2 separate regions of the Mus musculus genome follow, and region 1 is linked to region 2. The links are chromatin contacts, called in public HiCAR-type maps. All regions are on one chromosome and are shown on one strand. Each heading gives the region's core, a stretch centred on a gene start, on an enhancer-like site or on the middle of the called end of the contact. The rest is flanking DNA. Distances are from core to core; before and after follow the strand shown. Region 1 overlaps Arhgap18 (Rho GTPase activating protein 18). Region 2 overlaps L3mbtl3 (L3MBTL3 histone methyl-lysine binding protein).

Region 1 (3,651 bases), core at 452-2,951, 440 kb after region 2:
AGGTCAGGGTAGTAAAGCTGAATTTCAAACTCTAGTTTCACTTAACCGTTCTATGTCCCCTGTCTATAGCCTGAGCTTGAGGAACAGCTGGTTCTGTTCTGTATATCAGTGACCTTGCCCATTAGGCCATGATTTAAACCTGAATTGGCCCACAGAGGCTCACGTGTGTAAATACTTGGTTGCTAACTTGGGGCACCGTTTTAGGGAGTTATAGAGGTGAGGTCACCCTGAGTTAGGAGGCGAGGCCATCATACTAGTGGATGTTGGACATAGCCACGGTTCGACTGTTACATCAAGAACCTGCTTTTTAATTTTACTGCTATCTTTTCAGCACAGGTCAGAGTGCGTATTGGATCCCTTGGAACTAGAGTTATATATGGTTTTGTGTGTGTGTGTGTGTGTGTGTACGTGTGTGTGTGTGTACACGTGTTAGGACTCCAACCCAGGACCTCTAAATGAGCAGCCAGTGCTCTTAACCACTAAACCACCTCTTGAATAGGGACTCGATTATCCTTCTGTCACCTTGTGTAAAACTGCTACTGCTTACTTTTGCCTGTGGAGAAAGGTCTTCGAGCCACCAGACGTTCCCCACCAAGACAGACTGAATTCTCTCTGAAAGCACAGGCCCACATCAACCCCTCCCCCTTTATGGTTTTTCCTTCAGATATTTTGTTACAGTGATTAGAAAGAAAAAAAAAAAGTAAGCAACACACCCAGGGTATGTTGTTTTGTTTTGGCTACAAGAGTTTATTAACTCCTTTTGACTTGGTACAAGGTTAGGCTTAAACTTGAGGTCACCCTGTTTCGGCCTCCAGGTGGAAGGGTCAGAACCCTGTGCAGAGACAGCAGCTCCCTGCTTACTTTGTCCACAGTGCACGTTTATGACCATGAAGAGCTATATTTAGTACGGTAGACATTTTAGTGCTGATAGCTTCTGTAATTTAAGAGGACTCGTCAGAGATCATAGGGGAAATTTCACTAGGAAAGGGCGGGGTCAAGCTTCAGGTTATAACTTGTGTTTTGAGCTAGAGCCTTATGACCTTTGTGGCTTGGCTATAGTACGGTCAATCTGTCTGACCTGTGAGTAATATTGCGACTCATCAAGTGGCAAAGCACCATGACTTTGATGGCCCCAAGAGTGTCAAATGCTGTGAAGACTCAGCGAACTCACTCCAGTGTGAGCATGAAGCCAGTGGAGTGTGTGTCTGAGTGTGTGCCTCTGTGAAGCTAGTAAGTGACTCTGTGTGTGTGTGTGTGTGTGTGTGTGTGTGTGTGTGTGTGTGTTCGCCTCCGTGAAGCTAATAAGGTACCACATGGCACTCATCCTCAGCTGTGGTATTGGGTGATACTCTCATTATCAAACATTTGAAAACAGCCCGAAGAGGAAGCGCAGGTCATTTACAGCACAACTTCAGAGCTAACCTTGGTATTTTTCCTTTGGGGGTTGTGTTTTTCTGTCTTGATTTTTAGTTTTTATTCCGCGCACACACACGTTCTTAGACATGCTATCTTAACATTGAAGTTTCTATAGCTTATCTACTGTTGTTACACTTGCAGTTAAATTTTAACCCAGCTGCAGAATGCAGAATGTCTCAGCAGGCATTTTCTGCTAGGGAAACCACAGATATGTCAGGATGTGTATGTTGCTAAGCCACCACAACATCATTTCCTTTCCTACTTCCCCTTGACCCCTGCAGTCCCATTGCTGGCTTGTCACTCCTGGCATCTGAGTCATCCCGGACTTGTGTCTCAGGCCTGCTCCAGGGGGCTGTTACTGAGCTACGTGGTTTTTTTCTTCTTGGCTTTGTTTTTTTGATTTTTTTTTTTTTCCTGCCCAGCCTTCCTTTGTTTTCAAGTGCTGCACCACAGCTTGGCCTTACTGCACTCATCTCAACACTGTCGAGGCCTGCTTGCTGCGCATGCGCAGAGGCCTGGCTTCCATCTTCAACACCCCAAGGACAGAAAGTAGTCATCATTGCTGGTTTCTCAGTGTTTGTGTGACAGTCTCCAGTGAGAGCGGCCCTGCACTCTTGGCCAGCTTTCTTTCCATCCGTTGTGATTCCCTCGTGGTGTTCTCGTTTACCATGTTCACCATGTGCTTCTTCCTTACTGGGTTGTTAGAGGTAAATGGAGTACTGTGACGTAGGAGAGCCTCTAACATTTCCAGCCTCTATCCTTCACGACTTTATGACCCATTAGGGCTTTCTCTCTTCCTACCTATCATATTGCTCTATAATTCACACTAATAAAAATATGAAAGACATCATACTGGTTTATGCTTGAGGTAATTTGTTAATTAATAGCTTCTTCTCTTTCCTCTTCCTCCTTTAGACGGGGTCTCACTTTGTAGCCCAGGTTAATCTCAGATTTGTACTCTTTCTGCCTCTGGAGTACCGTGATTACACACTTATGTGATAGCACCCGGCACAAATTATTTCACAACAGAAATTTTAAGGAAATGGGACTAATGAAAAGAGCAGGTTGGTTTTCCTTAATTTCTTCCAGGGGGGCTTTATTTGGTCAGTTAAATAGATTGCAATGCTGTGTTTGTTACCTTTAGTCCACAGTCCAGAGAAAGAACACTTTTCTGGGTGGAGATATAACTGAGGTGTGCTTTATGTTTTGATGTAGAAAGTCTGCGGTTTAATCTCAACCACTATAATAATATAATTTTCTTGAAGTATGTAAGTCCGAGAAAACTATTTCAAAGTATAGCATAAAAATGAAAGACGAGCAGGAGAGAAATAGAGCTTTCTGTGAGATTGTATTATCTAAGAATGTCCTTTGAAGACAATGTACTTCTTTGGGAATGTTCTTTGATAAAAATATATTACGTGAATGAATTTTAAAAAGTCAGACTTGGTTTGTGTGTGTGTCCCATTTAGTTTCTTTACTTCTTTTCAGGTACGTGTGACCAGTATTATATCTGTTCTAGAATATAAACTTATAGAATCTTTGAGCAGGTTGTTTTCTCTCTGTGTGTGTGTGTGTGTATGAGCACACACACACACAAGCACACATGTATGTACAGACATCAGTGTGTGAGGTGATGCTCTGGGATAATTTTTCTCATCCTTTGGAATAGTTTTCCTTGTACTCATCTTCCAAGCTTCTACACAACATCCCACAGAGCTCTTAATACTGAATGGATTTTCTAGCCCAAAGTTCCAAAGTCCTTCCACAGTCCTCCCCAAAACATGGTCAGGTTGTCATTGGAATACCACACTATGCTGAGTTTGGGTTGATTTTAGTAACAGGCCTTAAGAATTTTATCCTATATCCCAGGTGTCAGAAATCCATGTTTCCATCACTCTATACACTTGACCACACCAGGAATCCATCAGGAAGGTCTTGGAGGGTTTGCTTTTGTTTCCTCTGGACCTGTTTGCTCTGTCGCTCTGACATTCCTTTTTTCTTTTTTCTTTTTTTTCTTTTTTTTTTTTTTAATGTCATTCTTTTCTTCTTTTTTTTTTTTTTATTTTTATCTATTTTATCCCGCTCACTGCCCCCTCCTAGTCACACTCTCCCACAGTCTTTTTCTGTTCCCACATCCCCTTCTCTGAGCAGGTATATCCCCTCCTGGGTATCTAGTCCCCTTCAGCACTTCAAGTGTTTGTGAGTCTAGGCCCATCCTTTCCTACTAAAGCCAAA
Region 2 (3,436 bases), core at 519-3,018:
GACAAAGCAAACAAACAACAAATATTTTATGTTATGAAGCTGAAGGTGGTTGGGCCTCTAATAATCATTGTAAGTTAAAAGTACTATGAACTAACAACCCAGACTTTATCCTCCAACTCAGGAAGTCTGCTTCTAGAAAATGATCCTACTAGATACTCGTGTGTGTGTGTGTGTGTGTGTGTGTGTGTGTGTGTGTGTGGGTTCTTCGTAGGTAGAGAGTTACAACAGTTCAATGCCATGGCATAAAATGCCACAGGGAAAGGCAAAGAGGAAACTCCATTCTAATGTAGAAATAATTCAAGATAGAATTAATATGACTAATTTTAAGCAAAGTACAAAAATGCTGCGCTACCATTTGTATAAAACCAAAGGAGATATGGAGTATGTCCCCTGTATGTACATAAGTTATGTTTAGAAGGATCGGTCAGCAACTGGAAATTCCAGCTGTGTCCAAAAGGAGGGGAGACAGTGTTCAACAACAGCCACATTGAGCTTTCTCCATGTTAAAATTAAAACTAATGTTAAAACAATACATTCAAAAGTTATGATATCTAAGCAGGGTCTGGCCAGGTTAATACTTGGATGGGGGAGCACCTGGGAATACCAGGTGCTGTAGGCTTTAAAAAAAAGGTTATGATATAAATATAATATATAAATGTTAAATCCTACTTCACGCTTATTTAAAAGTATATTATAAGAGGCATGTCTTCCCACAAAAATATTTGCTACTAATGTCAACAAGAGAAAAAAATGGTGTAGAAGTCGCTATGGGAAAATTAGCCCTGTGAAGCTCTTGGGTTACTGAGAGAGAGGAGTTAACTCTAAGTGCATGCTTATCAGTATAACATATGGCAAAGACCATATACACCCCCAGACCCAGTGTTTACAGCCCCACCATCCTGATCAACCCCTGAAGTTGTGGTGAGACTTCCTAATCATTGCTTCCTCAGAGACATGATTCTTCATAAGCTGAGGGGCAGGCGCGCATTGCCAGGCCTGGCCTACGTCCAGGTAGGGCTCTTAGTCAGAGAGCTTATTCTTAACTGCTATGAACACTGCAAATAAAATGATTTTTAAAATAAAACTTTTTTTTAAGAGAAATCATACAAGCAAAATTAACTACTAGTGGAGTCTAGTGTTGACGACAGAATAAAGGGAACGTGGACATGTTTATGAAAGCCATAGTTCCTGGCCACAAGATAGACATTTCAAGATCAACTGAAGACAGAAATGTCAAATGCAATGACTCAGACACATCGTGTGAACACAGCCACTAAGCCTTCCAAAGAATACCAGTAGAAAAGATGTGCAAATTTATTTCAGTTAGTGCTCGACACCATAAAGATCACTCAACAAGAGAGATGCGTAGTGAGGGCCTAGAGAGATTATTTCTGGTCTTCTTTTAGTGATTTCACAGAACGTAGTTTGAGAATTGAAGGTGGCTTGGGACCTAGCCCTCACAAATGTCATAGATCGACTCATCTCACTTTGACTAGACAGTCTTTCATGCCACCTGTTTGTTTTCTGCCATGAGCAGATAAAAGAGGCTTTGCGAGACAGGCAGAAGTTTCTGGAGCCGACTCTGAAGGAAAGAGACGAGATGGAGAGAAGATAAGAGTCCTCTGAACACAACTGCTCAGCACAAAAGAAAAGAAAAGAGAGGCCCAACTCCCACCCAAAGTCTGGAACAGCAGGTGGAAGGAGCCAGCCAGGATGACATCAACGCCATGTCATCTGGCCAGTCATGCTCAAGGCATGTCTCTAGAAGTTATAGTGAGAGGAACGCTAAGATGGTGCTCAGATAGAGTAAAGAAAGAGACAGAGGCTGGGGACATGACTCGGTGAAAAACCCATGTCCCAAAGGACTGAGGCCTAGATTCAGATCCACAACATCCACACTGCTCACTGCTTCCCCTGATCCTAACACTCAGCAAGCGGAGAGCGGCAGAGGAAGCTGGGACCTCGAGCAAGAGACCATGCTGAGAATAATCAAGAAAGCCATTGGATGTCAACCGCTGACCTCCATATATATGGTATGAGCCCACAAAACACATACACACACACACACACACACACACACACACACACACACAATCAAAACCAAAGGATTTTTATAACTAAAAACAAACAAAAAAAACAAAACTTAAATAAGGGTTAGGGTGTAGTCCAGCAGTATGGTGCTTGGCTAAAATTATATGTTCCTAGGACCACAAAACGATAAAGCAAACCAAAAAGAGTCAGGTAAATGACCACTATCATGTTATAGCTTCTTTGTTTGAAGCTCCACGCTACATTTTTCATTTAACAGATGCAATTTCAAAATTAAGGTACAGCGATGCTAAGGTTGTAAGCCCAGGTTATTCAATGGGGGATACATTACTTCAGAGCAGAATCACATTAAAATTCAGAGAACATGACTAAAGGTGTGTGACTCACAGGAGAGGCCTGACGTATTACTGCCTGATGGAGACCGACTTATCTTCCTAGGCTTTGGTTACAAAGATAGCACACCTTAATCCCTTATGTGATCGTGAATCAGGGGCACTAAAATCATTACCATGAGCCAAACAGAATGACAATTGTGTAAAAGAGTGACAGTACAGTGGAAAAAAAAAACCACATCAGAGGTAGGAAGGCCTGCTTAAGATCAATGAACATGCTTGCTGGAACACACGTTTAATCCTGGAACTGGGAGGGCAGAGGCAGAGAAAGCTGGATCTTTGGGAGTTCAAGGCTAGCCTGAGTTATAAAGGTTCTGGGATAGACGGGGCTACCTCATGAGACCCATTCGCAAGAGAGAGAGAGGGAGGGGGAGGAGGGGAGAGGGGGAGGGGGGAGAGAGAAGGGGAGGGGGAGAGTGAGAAAGAAAGAAAGAAAGAGAGAGAGAGAGAGAGAGAGAGAGAGAGAGAAAGAAAGAAAGAAAGAAAGAAAGAAAGAAAGAAAGAAAGAAAGAAAGAAAGAAAGAAAGAAATCATTCTTTAGCAACTGGTTTGTGCTGCTCACCTAGCAGGGCTGTATATGAAAATGCTAGGCCTCCTCCAGGCCCCACAGGTGAACCTTGTCTTTCCTTCACTGTTTGCCCACCATGACCATCCTCCTCCTCCTCCTCCTCCTCCCCCTCCTCCTCCCCTTCCTCCTCTCTCACCTTTCCTACATTGCCAGCTCCTCATTTTTCTTAGCTAACTATGAAGATTAGGCAAGCCATGTAATATGCTAGAAAGCAAGGTCTCTATCTCCCCAAGAAAACAGTCAAACACAATATAAGCCTATTCTAACTGTTTAGTTTATAAGGTTTTGGAGAGAATGTGAAAATTGTTCAGGGATCTTAGAGACAGCCCGCCAGATGTGGTTGCTCATGCTCGTGATGTCAGCACTAGGGACTCTGAGGTGGGAGAGATTCTAAAGTCCTTGACCAGTTTGAACTACATAGTGAGCT

Evidence for each region. HiCAR-type assays count read pairs that join an accessible place to other places.
Region 1: a HiCAR-type map of Th17 cells shows a contact between it and region 2, with 2.4 times the contacts expected there. The contact joins two enhancer-like sites. A contact is called at or near these places in 2 of 39 promoter capture datasets (hippocampal neurons and liver) and 2 of 115 datasets of contacts at active chromatin or transcription factors (Th17 cells and effector CD8 T cells).

The regions. Positions count from the first base shown.
Region 1 is chr10:26,798,045-26,801,695 of GRCm38.p6, forward strand. The region is part of intron 1 of Arhgap18 (Rho GTPase activating protein 18); the gene reads left to right. Among named protein-coding and RNA genes, the nearest start is that of Arhgap18, 27 kb to the left of the region's middle. Within about 2 kb of position 1,702, at least 226 of the 459 cell types and tissues checked have an H3K27ac peak or open chromatin away from gene starts, as enhancers often do. A contact at or near this core is called in Th17 cells, where this site is marked.
Region 2 is chr10:26,357,428-26,360,863 of GRCm38.p6, forward strand. The region is part of intron 1 of L3mbtl3 (L3MBTL3 histone methyl-lysine binding protein); the gene reads right to left. Among named protein-coding and RNA genes, the nearest start is that of L3mbtl3, 15 kb to the right of the region's middle. Within about 2 kb of position 1,769, at least 45 of the 459 cell types and tissues checked have an H3K27ac peak or open chromatin away from gene starts, as enhancers often do. A contact at or near this core is called in Th17 cells, where this site is marked.